2 separate regions of the Ovis canadensis genome follow, and region 1 is linked to region 2. A link is a contact called in public Hi-C data. All regions are on one chromosome and are shown on one strand. The core of a region is the stretch at or near the end of the contact, and the rest is flanking DNA. Distances in the headings are between cores, read along the strand shown. Region 1 holds the start of GNE (glucosamine (UDP-N-acetyl)-2-epimerase/N-acetylmannosamine kinase). Region 2 has its middle 35 kb from the start of GNE.

Region 1 (7,083 bases), core at 573-3,072, 34 kb after region 2:
CTAGGTCTTTGTTGCTATGCAGGCTTTTCTCCAGTTGCAGTGAGTAGGGGCTTCTTATTGTGGTGGTTTCTCTTGTGGAGCATGGGATCTAGATGCACGTGAGTTTCAGTATTTGCAACTCCTGGGCTCCAGAGCATAAGCTCAACAGTTGTGGTACTTGGGCTTCGCTGCTCCTTGGCATGTGAGATCTTCCTGGACCAGGGATCGAACTTGTGTATCCTGCATTGGTAGGCAGATTCTTTACCACTGAGCCACCAGGGAAGCCCTAGATTCATGCATCTTATTGCCTTTATAATAGCTTCCTGTGGCTGTCTCATAGGCATCTCAAATCTAACACATCACAAATTACACCTTTACTTTTAAATCCCTAAACCTGACCACTCCCCCAGCTTTTCATCTTGGCAAATGGCACCGACCCAATTACTAATACAAGACATCTGGAAGTCAACCTTCCTTTTCTCTGTCATCCTTGCATGTATACTAAGTCACTTCAGTCATGTCCAACTCGTGACACTGTGGACTGTTGACTGCCAGGCTCCTCTGTCCATGGAATTCTTTAGGCAAGAATACTGGAGTGGGTTGCCACGCCCTTCTTCAGGGGATCTTCCCGTGTCTCTTATGTCTCCTACATTGGCAGGTGGGTTCTTTACCACTGAGCCACCTGGGAAACCCCATCCTTTCATACCTAATTCATAATTAAGTTTCATCAATTCTACTTCCAAACTAAATATCATATCCAATCATTTCAATCGAGTTTCACTGCCACCATTTTTTTTTACCATCAAATTTCTTTTCTTTGATATGGAATGTATGCATATACTACAAAATACAAAAGATATTATAAAAATAAATTCAGTGAAAAGTCTATCTCTTCCTAGTTCTGCCAAATGCAATTAGTGGTATGGGTTTTGTGTGTATGTGTGTGTGTGTGTTTCCTTTCAGAGATTTTTTTCCCGCTACCACCATTCTCAACTTTCAACCAGTCCATTCTCCACAGAATAGCAAAAGTGATATTTAAAAAAGAAATCTTCTGGTACTTGCTTGCAGGAAATCCCCTAATATCTGTCCTTTTGTAGCTGATGTGACCTCTTGGTGACAACAAGCTAGCTGCAGGGGAACTAACGGTTCACAAATATTCTGTAAATTAGAGCATCATTAACTGAAATAAATTAAGTGCAAAAGTTTATTGGGCTTGAAATTCACTTTAGCAAGAACTGACAATGAATCATTAGGCTGTTTAAATAGTTTCACTTGCGGTAAGTTATTTACTAGCTGTAAAAATATTTTAATATACTGTATCACCAACTCAAAGCTTGTCAGTGGTGACTAAGGAATTTGAAACAATCATTAGAAACTGTTCATCAGGAGCTGTGTGAGGCCTTTCCCGCCACTTTCTCTGCCACCTCTGTGTTCCTCTCTGTAAGTGTCTGGGGCAGGACGGCCTGGGGGTTCCGCGCATCATAAGGATCAGCAGGTCTCCGCCTCGCCTTGGTCATCAGCATCCACAGATCCTTCTAGTAGACGCGGTTCTGGAGGGGCACGGCTTCACTCGGGAGAGAGCTCTGGGTGGACCGCCACACGACCGTATTGTTTTGGTCCTGCCTATGAAATGACTGCGTGAGAAGGCCTGAGACATTGCCTCTAGGGCGCAAGGCCAAAACAACTACCCGTAAGGCGCTCGGGTTCCGAACTTTCACTTGACAGGCGGAGAAGCTGTCCAGGGGCGGGAACACCGGCTGAGAACAAGAGCTGGTCGCCTGGGGGCTACGCCACGTTCACGGAAGGCGCCGCCCCGGCCTGTCCTCCTCGCTCAGCCAATCGCAGAATTCCTCGCCGCTGACGTAGGGCGCGTCGGCCGATTTGGCGCTCGGGTGGGTGTGCAGGGCGCGCGGGTGCGCTAGGAGCCGGTCGAGGCGAGTCATCGCTCGCGGTGCAGGGTGGCGGAAGCCGAAGGGGCGGTCTCGCGCCGGCCTACGTTCCGGATCGGCCCTCCGTTCTCACCCGCGAGGTCTGACTGCGGCGACGCGGGAGAAACAGCGGACCCGCTACTGGTGAGACCTGCGTGCCCGCCAGGGACTCGGGGAAGGGGGACGCGGGCTCGGGGAACGCCACCTGTCGGCCCCCAGGGCCTTTCTCTTTCGGCCTCCACCCGGAGGCCTCAGATCCCCGGCCGGCGGCTCCGCACTCATCACGCCGCAGGTCCGCACCCGGCCCGGGCCTGGCTGTCTCCCGTGGGCCTGCACGTCAGGGCCGCTCCTTAGTCCAGTTGTGGGCTCAGCCGTTGGCTGGTGCAGCAGTTTTGAGTGCGGACCCCGGGTGAGTAACCCCGGAGTGGGGCTCGGGGTCTCAGAGGAAGGCCGGCTGCACTCTGTTCCTCCGGCTATCCTGAAAGACAGCGAGCAGCCGCTCACAGAGATGTGCAGGAGAAGGCAGGGAGCTCCGTGAAGATGAGTGGCCCTGGGATGTAAAGTGTCTGACGAAAGATGATCTTGAAGGTCTGCGCCTAACCCTGACTGTACTCTGAGTCTGAGCTTCCCTGGAAGCTTGATATGTATTTATTTCACTATCCCGCCCCCCCACGCCCCCACCGCGCGCCGCAGCACAACACTTGTAAAATTGTTAGAGCACGAAAGTTTTTTTTTTTTTTTTTATGGAGAAGTGTCGTAGGGTACAGCTTGGCATTTAGAGATAACTGTTCGAGTCGACTGTGGAAGCTCTGGAAGGAGTCACACCCGAGTGTAGCTCAAGATAGTGTTCTGAATTTCAGACCACTTTCGATAGACCTCTCCTGATTCTTGTGAGCCTCATCCGGTCTGCACTGAGGGAAGAGAGGGATTCATCATATGTGCCCTTCACTGCCGCGGTGCCTGGCAGGAAGGTTCTCACTCATGAGTGCTTATGAAATGAACAGGCAGGCAAACACTGGATATGAGCACTATCTTGAATGCTGATTTGGTGTTTGGTTTTGGCAGTTATTAGCCAATGGCTCCCCACTCCAGTACTCTTGCCTGGAAAATCCCATGGACAGAGGAGCCTGGGAGGCTGCAGTCCATGGGGTCGCGAACGTCAGACACGACTGAGCGACTTCACTTTCACTTTTCATGCCCCGGAGAAGGAAATGGCATCCCACTCCAGTGTTCTTGCCTGGAGAATCCCAGGGTCGGGGGAGCCTGGTGGGCTGCCGTCTATGGGGTCGCACAGAGTCGGACACGACTGAAGCGATAGCAGCAGCAGCAGCTATGATTTGGGGAAAGTTAAATTGGTTTTCACTGAGGTATGCCCGTTTGTAAAACAGGGCTGATAAGATAGGGCTGTGAGGATGAAGTGAATTAATGCTTGTAAAGCTCTTAACATGTGCTTGGCAATTGTTTACTTTGATGGTGTCTTCTACTCAGAAGGGCTTCCCTTGTGGCTCAGCTGGTAAAGAAAGAATCTGCCTACAATGTGGGAGATCTGGGTTTGATCCCTGGGTTGGGAAAATCCCCTGGAGAAGGGAAAGGCTACCCACTCCAGGATTCTGGCCTGGAGAATTCCATGGACTATAGTCCATGGGGTTGCAAAGTCCATGGGTTCGAAAAGTTACTCAACTGAGCAACTTTCACTTCACTTCTGCTCAGAAACTGCTTGAGCCAAGTGTCTTTTTCCATAGTTGAATGGGACCACAGTATTTATTTCCCTGGAAGGGGTCACTCACCTTTTTGTCAGTATTTGTAATAGTCTTGAGAGAATGTAGGTTTCTCAGATTGCCAGTGAGTTCGAGGTGAAGGCTTATTTTCATACCAGTATCTATGTTTTAGTGGCTCTGGTTACTCTCATGGAATTGAGTGAAATGAATGTAAATATCCAGTCCATCTGCTTTCTGAGCTTTAGGCTTTAAGGACTGTGGACAGTGCATCTTTGTTGATCATTTAAAAGATTTCTCGTTTTCCATACAATATTTTATATATGCTGAAAAGGACAGAAGACAACATGACACCCTCTACCAATCCTCCAGATTTAACACATATTAATATGTTACCATGTTTGTTTCAGATCTCTACTTAAACGATTTTTTAAAAAATGTTTACATAGACAACAGAAACCCTCTAAGCCCTCTTTTCCTTTCCCTTCCCTCCTCCTTCAGAGGTAACTACTTTCTTGAGTTGCTGTATAAGTTTACTATAAATCAGTAAACAACATATAGTAATGTTTTACATATTTTTAGATGGTGCCCTATTGTATCTTTTTTTAGAATATGCTGTTTTCATTTAACATATTTTAGACGTTTATTAATATTGACACATTTCAATGTAGTCCATTTGTTTTCATTACTCTCTGGGAGTCCACTGTGTAAGTAAAAAAGTTTTATCTTGTTTTACATTGCACTTTATGCAACTTAAAAACTCCTGGTATAGTCTAAGTCCATTATGTCACATTTATTCATTTCATACTCATCATGGAGACTCTGATCACAGTTCTTAGTGTAAAAATGGATGCTTGGACATGACATTTTATCCAGAACAAATAATAATTATACTGGGCAGTGAAAGAAAATTTGTTACTTTTGTTCCTCGTGCTTCTGTTGGGAAGGTGATCTATTAATGTGGCTTGGTGGCATGTACTGGATTCTAAACTCCTAAAAACTAGAGGTGAGATCTTCCTCGGCTCTGCATCTCTGCTTTCCATTGCTCTGCACAGAGTCAGTTCTCAATATCTGTTTGTGACACTTTCACTCTCAGGGCTCTCATATATTTGAAAAGTTGATGGCCAGCAATTTTCAAAATTGCAGTGTAAAAAATACAGTTTTATTTATTTATTTTGGCTGTGCTGGATCTCCACTGCTGTGCAGGCTTTTCTCTAGGTGTGAAGAGTGGGGGCTACTGTCCACTTGGGGTGTGCAGGCTTCTCATTGTGGTGGCTTCTCTTCTTGTGGAGCACTGGCTCTGTGGGACGTGGGCTTCAGTATTTGTGGCACATGGGCTCCGTAGTTGCGGTTCCCAGGCTCTAGAGCATAGGTTCCCAGGCTCTAGAGCATAGTTGTAGTCCACAGGCTTAGTTGCTCTGCAGCATGTGGGATCTTCCCAGACCAGGGATCAAACCCGCATCTCCCGCATGGGCAGGCAGATCCTTTATCATTGAGCCACCAGGGAAGCCCAGACTTGCACTTTTAGATTTCATATCTCTGACCTGCCTCTTGAGAAACCTATATGCAGGTCAGGAAGGAACAGTTAGAACTGGACATGGAACAACAGACTGGTTCCAAATAGAAAAAGGAGTACGTCAAGGCTGTACATTGTCACCCTGCTTATTTAACTTATATGCAGAGTACATCATGAGAAACGCTGGGCTGGAAGAAGCACAAGCTGGAATCAAGATTGCCGGGAGAAATATCAATAACCTCAGATATGCAGATGACACCACCCTCATGGCAGAAAGTGAAGAGGAACTAACAAGCCTCTTGATGAAAGTGAAAGAGGAGAGTGAAAAAGTTGGCTTAAAGCTCAACATTCAGAAAATGAAGATCATGGCATCTGGTCCCATCACTTCATGGGAAATAGATGGGGAAACAGTGGAAACAGTGTCAGAGTTTATTTTTTTGGGCTCCAAAATCACTGCAGATTGTGATTGCAGCCATGAAATTAAAAGACGCTTACTTCTTGGAAGGAAAGTTATGACCAACCTAGACAGCATATTCAAAAGCAGAGACATTACTTTGTCAACAGAGGTCCATCTATTCAAGGCTATGGTTTTTCCAGTAGTCAGGTATGGATGTGAGAGTTGGACTGTGAAGAAAGCTGAGCACCGAAGAATTGATGCTTTTGAACTGTGGTGTTGGAGAAGACTCTTGAGAGTCCCTTGGACTGCAAGGAGATCCAACCAGTCCATCCTAAAGGAGATCAGCCCTGGGTGTTCTTTGGAAGGCCTGATGCTAAAGCTGAAACTCCAATACTTTGGCCACCTCATGCGAAGACTTAACTCATTGGAAAAGACTCTGATGCTGGGAAGGATTGGGGGCGGGAGGAGAAGGGGACGACAGAGGATGAGATGGCTGGATGGCATTACCGACTCGATGGACGTGAGTTTAGGTGAACTCTGGGAGTTGGTGATGGACAGGGAGGCCTGGCGTGCTGCGATTCATGGGGTCGCAAAGAGTCGGACATGACTGAGCAACTGAACAGAACTGAACTGAATGCCTTTAAGGGCTTCCCTGGTGGCTCAGTGGTTAAAGAATCCCTCTGCCGATACAGGAGATGTGAGTTTGACCCCTGGGTCAGGAAGATTCCCTGGAGAAGGAAACGGCAACCCATTCCAGTGTTCTTGTCTGGGAAATCCTGTGGACAGAGGAGCCTGGCGGCTACAGTCCATGGGAGTCACCAAAGAGTGGGACATGACTTAGTGACTAAAACACTACAACAACAATGTCTTTAAACTTTCCCATTTTACCACTTGATTCAGAAACGTAATTAAGAACAATTAAAAAGCAAGGTATGTGACAGTAGTTTGTAGAATATATTGCTAATTGCGTAATACACTCTATATATTTATAAAATATATTTGTATTTATATATGTGAAGAAATATATGTGTATTTTTTGTATATATAGTTTATGTAGGAGGATGGATAAGTGACTAGCAACTCTAAGCACCCAGGGAGAACTCCACGTCTGAGGACACAGATGAGAAGACTTTTAGAGCCTCTTGTGCCTTTTCAGTTTTAAACTGTGTGAATGTACTATCTAATCAAAAGTTAATTAAATTAAAACTTTTTTAAAAAGAATTCTCCCCTTAAAAAAGGACTTTTACCATTATTACACTTTTTTAAAAAAAGATTTAGCTTTTTTCTTTAAAAAACCTTTTGGTCTTAGTAACATTATTGTATTTTTCATAGTTTGTGTAATATGGCTACTTTCACTTTTGGTAGAATAACCTTTGAATTACCTGGTAAGCACTAAGTGATTTAGAATTGCAGGATAGAAAGTTTACTATTCTAAAATAAATACAAATTTACCAACCATTTGGTCAGTAACAAAATCCATTTGCTTTGCCTCACCTAGCAAATTAAATATCATCAGCAATTTATTCAGCTCAATTTTAATGAGTGGAA
Region 2 (6,562 bases), core at 2,945-5,444:
AATCTGGAAGGCTACAGTCCATTGAGTCACAAAAGAGTCAAACAGGACTTAGCAACTGAAAAACAACAACATATGTCAATAATGAATAGATCTGCATGCTCCTAAATCTCAGACTGGATATCCCTCAGGCAACTCTGAGAAAGAAGAGAGGTGCTCACGTATTAATAGGCTGGAGAGTTGATACAGTTGAAAGGCCTGGGCTATTGATCAGGTCATCCTTCCAGAAGTTAACCGTTTCAGGTTGCAGTTGTCAGCAACAGGACTCCTGAATTTCTGACCTTATGTTAAGACCACATAGAAATATTGGATGATATGGAGGCCCACACCTGCCATGTTTACTTAAGTATAAAGTAGGAGAGATCAAGAGAGACAACCTATAGTCAAGCTGTTTTATAAAAAAAAAAAAAAAAGAAAAACTGTGTTATAAGGCAGGGCATTATTTCCCCCCTGCATAACAGATTATTCCAAAACTTAGAAGCGTAAAATAGTGTACATATGTTGGGTTGACCAAAAAGTTTGTTCAGGTCTTTCCATATGGAAACCTCCTCCTTATGGGAAAACCTAACGAATTTTTGGGCGAACCCAATATTATATCACACAGTTTCTGAGGATCAGGAATCCTGGAGCGGCTTCCCTGGTTCTGCTCCGACCAGAACCCGGTCTCTAATGAAGACATGATCGAGCTGTTAGCTAGGTCTGCAGTCTCTGGAGACTTGACTGAGACTGGAGGGTCTGCCTCCAAGCTCATTTTTGTGGTTGATGGAAGCCCTCAGTTCCTCACTTAGGGCCTTTCCATAGGGCTGCTTAACATGGTAGCTTGCTTCCCCTAAAGCAAGTGATGCAAGAAAGAGTTCAAACCGTTCATGACCTGGTAACCTCATAACCTCATCTTAGAAGTAACATGCCATCTCTTTTGCCATATGCTATTGGTTACACAGAGCAGCCCTGGCATGGTGTGGGAAAGGGCTTCTTAAAGGTGTGCACACTGGGAGGCAGGGATTAGAGGGGGCCTGCTTGGAGGCAGCACATTTCAAGATGTCCCTTGAGGCACCTCTAGGGGCACAGGAGGATAACTGCATCCCCTGAGGTCTGGCATCAAAGTCCTAAGTGGCTCACTGCAAAGGAGGAATGTTTTTGATGTCTCCTGATTTATCCCTCTTGTATTAAATCCTGAATAATTATGTTATATCACCTCTTCCACCAAAACTTTTACATATATGAAGTGCTCTCAAAAACCCCACGGCATACATGGGGAATGTCCAGTGCTAAGCTTCTCCCAGTGTGAGAAACAGGGCAGGGAGATCTGTCTCAGGACTGGCAAGATGGCCTGGGGAGGCTAAAATGACAATCATTTAGATGAGTCAGCAGCTAAATTAAAAGCCTGACTGCAGTAGCTCGTAAGCATATATACACATACACACACATACCCTGGCAACAACCCAATGCCCACCAGTGAAAACTGGTGAAATAAATGATGGTATATATGGCTGGACATTAACATGAGATTCTTTCTTTGTTTCAGCTGAGACCCCAAAGGCTGAGAATACATGATAGAGGCTTAATTTCCTTGTTTACCAAGAGAGGAGCCAGACCACACATACAGGATATGCCAAGGTAGTATAAAACCACCCTTGCTGGCATTAATGCTCTCCCCAGCCACCCCACAAAGGGACAAAGGGCTGGAGAGTTACTGGTGTGCTGAGGCTCTCCTGCCCGCACCCCCCCCTCACACCTCCTGCTTCCTTCTCACCTAAAGCTGTGTGAGGAAGTGTAGGGGTTGCGTGAAGAGGCTGAGAGCTGACTCATTTGAAAAGACCTTGATGCTGGGAAAGACTGAGGGCAGGAGGAGAAGGGGACCACAGAGGGTGAGATGTTTGGATGGCATCAGTGACACAATGGATATGGGTTTGAGCGGACTCTGGCAGTTGGTGGAGGCCTGGCGTGCTGTGGTTCACGCGTTCGCAGAGTCGATACGACTGAGCAACTGAACTGAACTGAACTGAAGAGGCTGGGCAGGGCTGCAGACCTGAAAACCTGCCTTCCCACTGATGGTGCTGAACAGCAAGCCTGGGAGCAGACTCCCTACGTTTGGAGGTCTAGAAGGACAGACACCAGAACTTCAGCAGTGACTCTCTCTGTAGTCGAGACTGGAATTAAGGATCAAGGAATGGAAAGAAACTGATGTTTCAATTCAAATTCTTCTATAATGTTCCAAATAAACATGTTTGTATATTACCAAAAAAGGAGATCAGGGCTTACTTGGCAGTCCAGTGGTTAGTGCTCCACACTTCCACTGCAGAAGGGCATGAGTTTGATCCCCGGACAAGGAACTAAGATCCTGCGTGCCAAGAGGTGCTGCTAAAATAAAATATAAAAATAAAATAAATTTTTTTAAAAGGAGAAATTGAAATTAAAAAAAGGGCATGTAATGAACACATAATAATAAATTGCTTGCTCTTGGGGGTAGTACTAGGAAACATTATTTCTAGTGATTTCAGATTTTCATTATATTGAGTTATTTTATAATAAGTGCATTTTATTTTTAGAAGCAGAAAAAATATCCAGAGACAGCATTGAATGATTGGATGAATGAAAGCTTGGACCAGAAAGAACAGCTTGGCATCCCTCTTCTCTCTCGTTGAATGCAGGACTCTGACTAGTTGGTAGGACGACCGCTGGTCAGTCCAGTCTCTGCCTCGGGAGAGCTGCTAGCCCCAGAGAACTCTTTTCTCTGGCTGCCCACACCGAGGAGGGGACTTCCAGCCAGCACTGGGAACAGGTGTTCAGGACCAGTCACCATAAGGACACAAGTACTTTGAGAGTCCTGTCTGCCTCTGGCTGGGACTCTGCCACCTGCCCAGACCTCAAGGCTCCCTCGGTTCTGCCTGTGTGAGCCTGGCCCCCCAGACCCCCCCCCACCTGCCCACTTGCCCTTCTTCCCTCTTTCTCGTCCACTTATCTTCAACCTTGGCTAACTTTCTGACAGGGAAACTAAGGAACCCTGAGACAAGGGAGTCACCCAGAGTCAAGCAAGGGGTGATAGGCAGGGTGGGGCTAGGATCCAGGTCTCCTTGTGGCTGCCAGCATGTTCATTCCATGAGTGGCTGTCTTGTATGTGGTGGGAGCAAGGGAACTTTTTCTTCCTTCCCTCTCCTTCAACCAGAAGTACACTTATTTTTTCTTCAACAAGTAAATGGGTTCGGCAGGGTTTGGGGGTTTTGGTTTTATTTTAAACACTGGATTCCTAGGGGAACTGAAGAGAACACTCTTTACTTAGTCTGCCCTGTGTAAACCTCAGCTTCATCAGATGAGAAGCCCAGAGCTCTGTCACACAGCAATTATTTTCCTACACCCCTGCTCCTCCTTTATCCACACATTAGCTGGGGTGACTGGGGAAATATTCCTGGTGCAATAAACCCAAGGAAAGAGCTCTGCAGCCCAGAGCTTGGCATCCCCAAGAGTCGCCCCCCACCCCTAGAGCTGTACGCACCAGCCCTAGGACTAGTAACTGCCAGCAGAGCCTCTCCCCTCTGCTCCACATCCCTCCCTGCTGCCTCGTGGCCACACTCTTCCAGCCCCCATTTGAGGAGCGACTCAGGAAAATAGGGTGGTCCCAGAGTCGCGTCCCTGACACATGGCCAGAATAGCCTCTTAAGGAAATGAGGAAACTGTAAAGTTCAAGTGGGTGTTTACTACTGAGCTCTGGCTCATACAGCCAGTGATCAAACAGCAGGAGTCTCATCAAACAAAGACTGTAAAGTTCATCCCAGCCTTCTTGAGGAAAAGATGGGTGGGATCTGGGGGTTTTCAGGAGGCAGGGCAGGTGTTAGGAGCTGCTGCGCGGTGAGAGGTGCCCAAGGCTGCAGGCTCAGAGCCTCTGCTGGCTCAGCCCTGACTCACAAGCTTGGATTTGGCCGTGCGGCGTGCTGGGGGGTGGCAGTGGGGAGTGTCAGCTGTGACCTTCCCTTTCTGTGTGTCTCCTGGGCTTACCACCCACTCTGCTCCCAACATCTCCATCCTGTTCTCATTTGGGCCTTGATCAACTTTGGAGGCAAAAGACATGAGCAACAAAGGGCTTTGTGTTTTCTGAAAAGGATGTTGATACGGAACTCAACAAATCAAATATCTTGTGTTTTCAGAACCTCTCCTTTTCTGGCAGCTGTTCTTGGCTCTAAATCCTTCTGTGTGCCCTGACTCACCCCCTCTGGCAGCAGTGAGTCTATGGACTGAGTCTCACAATGCTGATTCTAGTGTAGAATAAGCACAATACAGGGAACCAAGCATATTAGAAATGTAGTTATTAAAATATAAACAAATTTGTGATATGGAAAAAATGCTAGTTTACTAATGCATTAAATGACAAGATCTAGCAATAGGTCTAATTATGGCTGAGATTTTGAAGAAGTGATGGATGTTAGTGATATTTGAGGGTCTCTGTGATGACCAGAGTGTGATGGTGAAAGTGTTCAGTTGTGACAAAGTCCTAGGTTCTCTGAAGCGTGTGGTTTGTTGCCTACATGCTCACCTGAAGGGAAATGTAAACTGCAGTTAGAGGTTAATGAAAATCAGAGTGTAATTTTTTTCCTTAATGGTCAATACCGAAACCAGATTGATTATATTCTTCCCAGCCAAAGATGGAGAAGCTCTAAACAGTGAGCAAAATAAGACCTGGAGCTGACTGTGGCTCACATCATTAGCTCCTTATTGCAAAATTCAGGCTTAAATTGAAGAAAGTAGGGAAAACCACTAGGCTATTCAAGTATGACCTAAATCAAGTCCTTTATGACTGATTATACAGTGGAGGTAACGAATAGATTCAAGAGATTAGATCTGGTAGGCAGAGTACCTGAAGAATAATGGACAGAGGTTCATAAAATGGTACAGGAGGCAGAGACCAAAACCATCCCAAAGCAAAGAAATGCAAGAAGGCAAACCAGTTGTCTGGGGAGGCTTTACAAATAGCTGAGAAAAGAAGAGAAGCAAAAAACAAGGGAGAAAGGGAAAGATATGCCCAACTGAATGCAGAGTTCCAGAGAATAGCAAGGAGAGATAAGAAGGTTCTTAATAAACAGTGCAAAGAAATAGAGGAAAACAATAGACTAGGAAACAGTAGAGATTTCTTCAAGAAAATTGGAGATATCAAAAGAATATTTCATGAAAGGATGGGCATGCTAAAGGACAGAAACAGTATGGACCTAACAGAAGCAGAAGATATTAAGAAGAGGTGGCAAGAATACACAGAACTGTACAAAAAAGGTCTTAATGATGTGGATAACCACAAAGATGTGATCACTCACCTAGAGCCAGATGTTCTGGAGTATGAAGTCAAGTGGACCTTAGGAAGCATCACTGCAAACAAAGCTAGTGGAGGTGATGGAATTCCAGTTAGCCAATTCAAACCCTAAAAGATGATGCTATTAAAGTGCTGCACTCAATATGCCAGCAAATTTGGAAAACTCAGAAGTGGCCACAGGACTGGAAAAGGTCAGCTTTCATCCCAATCCCAAAGAAGGGCAATGCTAAAGAATGTTCAGACCGGACAATCGGACTGGACTTGACAATTGCATTCATTTCCCATCCTAGTAAGGTTATGCTCAAAATCCTTTGAGATAGACTTTTAGCTGTACTTGAATTGAAAATTTCCAGATGTAGAAGCTGAGTTTAGAAAACGCAGAGGAGCCAGAAATCTAATTGCCAATATTTGTTGGATCATAGAGAAAGCAGGGGAATTCTAGAAAAATGTCTACTTCTGCTTAATTGACTAAGCCAAAGCCTTTGACTATGTGGACCACAACAAAGTGTGGAAAATTCTTAAAGAGATGGGAATACCAGACCATCTTACCTGTCTCCTAAGAAACCCATACGCGAGTCAAGTAGCAACAGTTGGAACCAGACATGGAACTACAGACTGGTTCCAAATAGGGAAAGGAGTACCATAAGGCTATATATTGTCACCCTGCTTATTTAACTTATATGCAGAGTACATCATACGAAATGCCAGGCTGAATGAGTTACAAGCTGATATCAAGATTGCCAGGAGAAATATCAACAACTTCAGATATGCACATGATACCACTCTAATGGCAGAAAGTGAGGAACTAAAGACTAAAGAGCCTCTTGATAAGGGTGAAAGAGAAGAAGGAAAAATCTAGCTTGAAACTTAACATTCAAAAAACTAAGATCATGGCATCTGGTCCCATCATTTCATGGCAAATAGAAGAGGGAAAAGTGGAAACAGTGACAGATTTTCTCTTCTTGGGCTTCAGAATCGCTGCAGATGGTGACTGCAGCCATGAAATTAGAAGATGTTTGCTTCTTGGAAGGAAGGCTATGAATGACAAACCTAGACAGCATGTTACAGCATGTTAAAAGGCAAAGACATCACTCTGCTGACAAAGGTCTGTCTAGCTAAAGCTATGGTTTTTCCAGTAGTCATGTATAGATGTGAGAGTTGGACTATAAAGAAAGCTGAGCACCCAAGAATTGATGCTTTTGAACTGTGGTGTTGGAGAAGACTCTTGAGAGTCTCTTGGACTGCAAGGAGATCCAAAGAGTCCATCCT

What was found. Hi-C and Micro-C count contacts between places; a contact is called where the count stands out from the background.
Region 1: a contact with region 2 is called in a Hi-C map of lung, with 2.6 times the contacts expected there. The contact joins the promoter of GNE here to the enhancer-like site in region 2. A contact is called at or near these places in 2 of 2 Hi-C or Micro-C datasets (fibroblasts and lung).

What each region holds. Positions count from the first base shown.
Region 1 is chr2:52,770,938-52,778,020 of ARS-UI_OviCan_v2, forward strand. GNE (glucosamine (UDP-N-acetyl)-2-epimerase/N-acetylmannosamine kinase) reads left to right here and starts at 1,823. Exons shown (of 12, transcript XM_069574077.1): 1 at 1,823-2,051.
Region 2 is chr2:52,734,752-52,741,313 of ARS-UI_OviCan_v2, forward strand. No RefSeq gene overlaps it. Among named protein-coding and RNA genes, the nearest start is that of GNE, 35 kb to the right of the region's middle. Within about 2 kb of position 4,195, the one cell type or tissue checked has open chromatin away from gene starts, as enhancers often do. A contact at or near this core is called in fibroblasts, where this site is marked.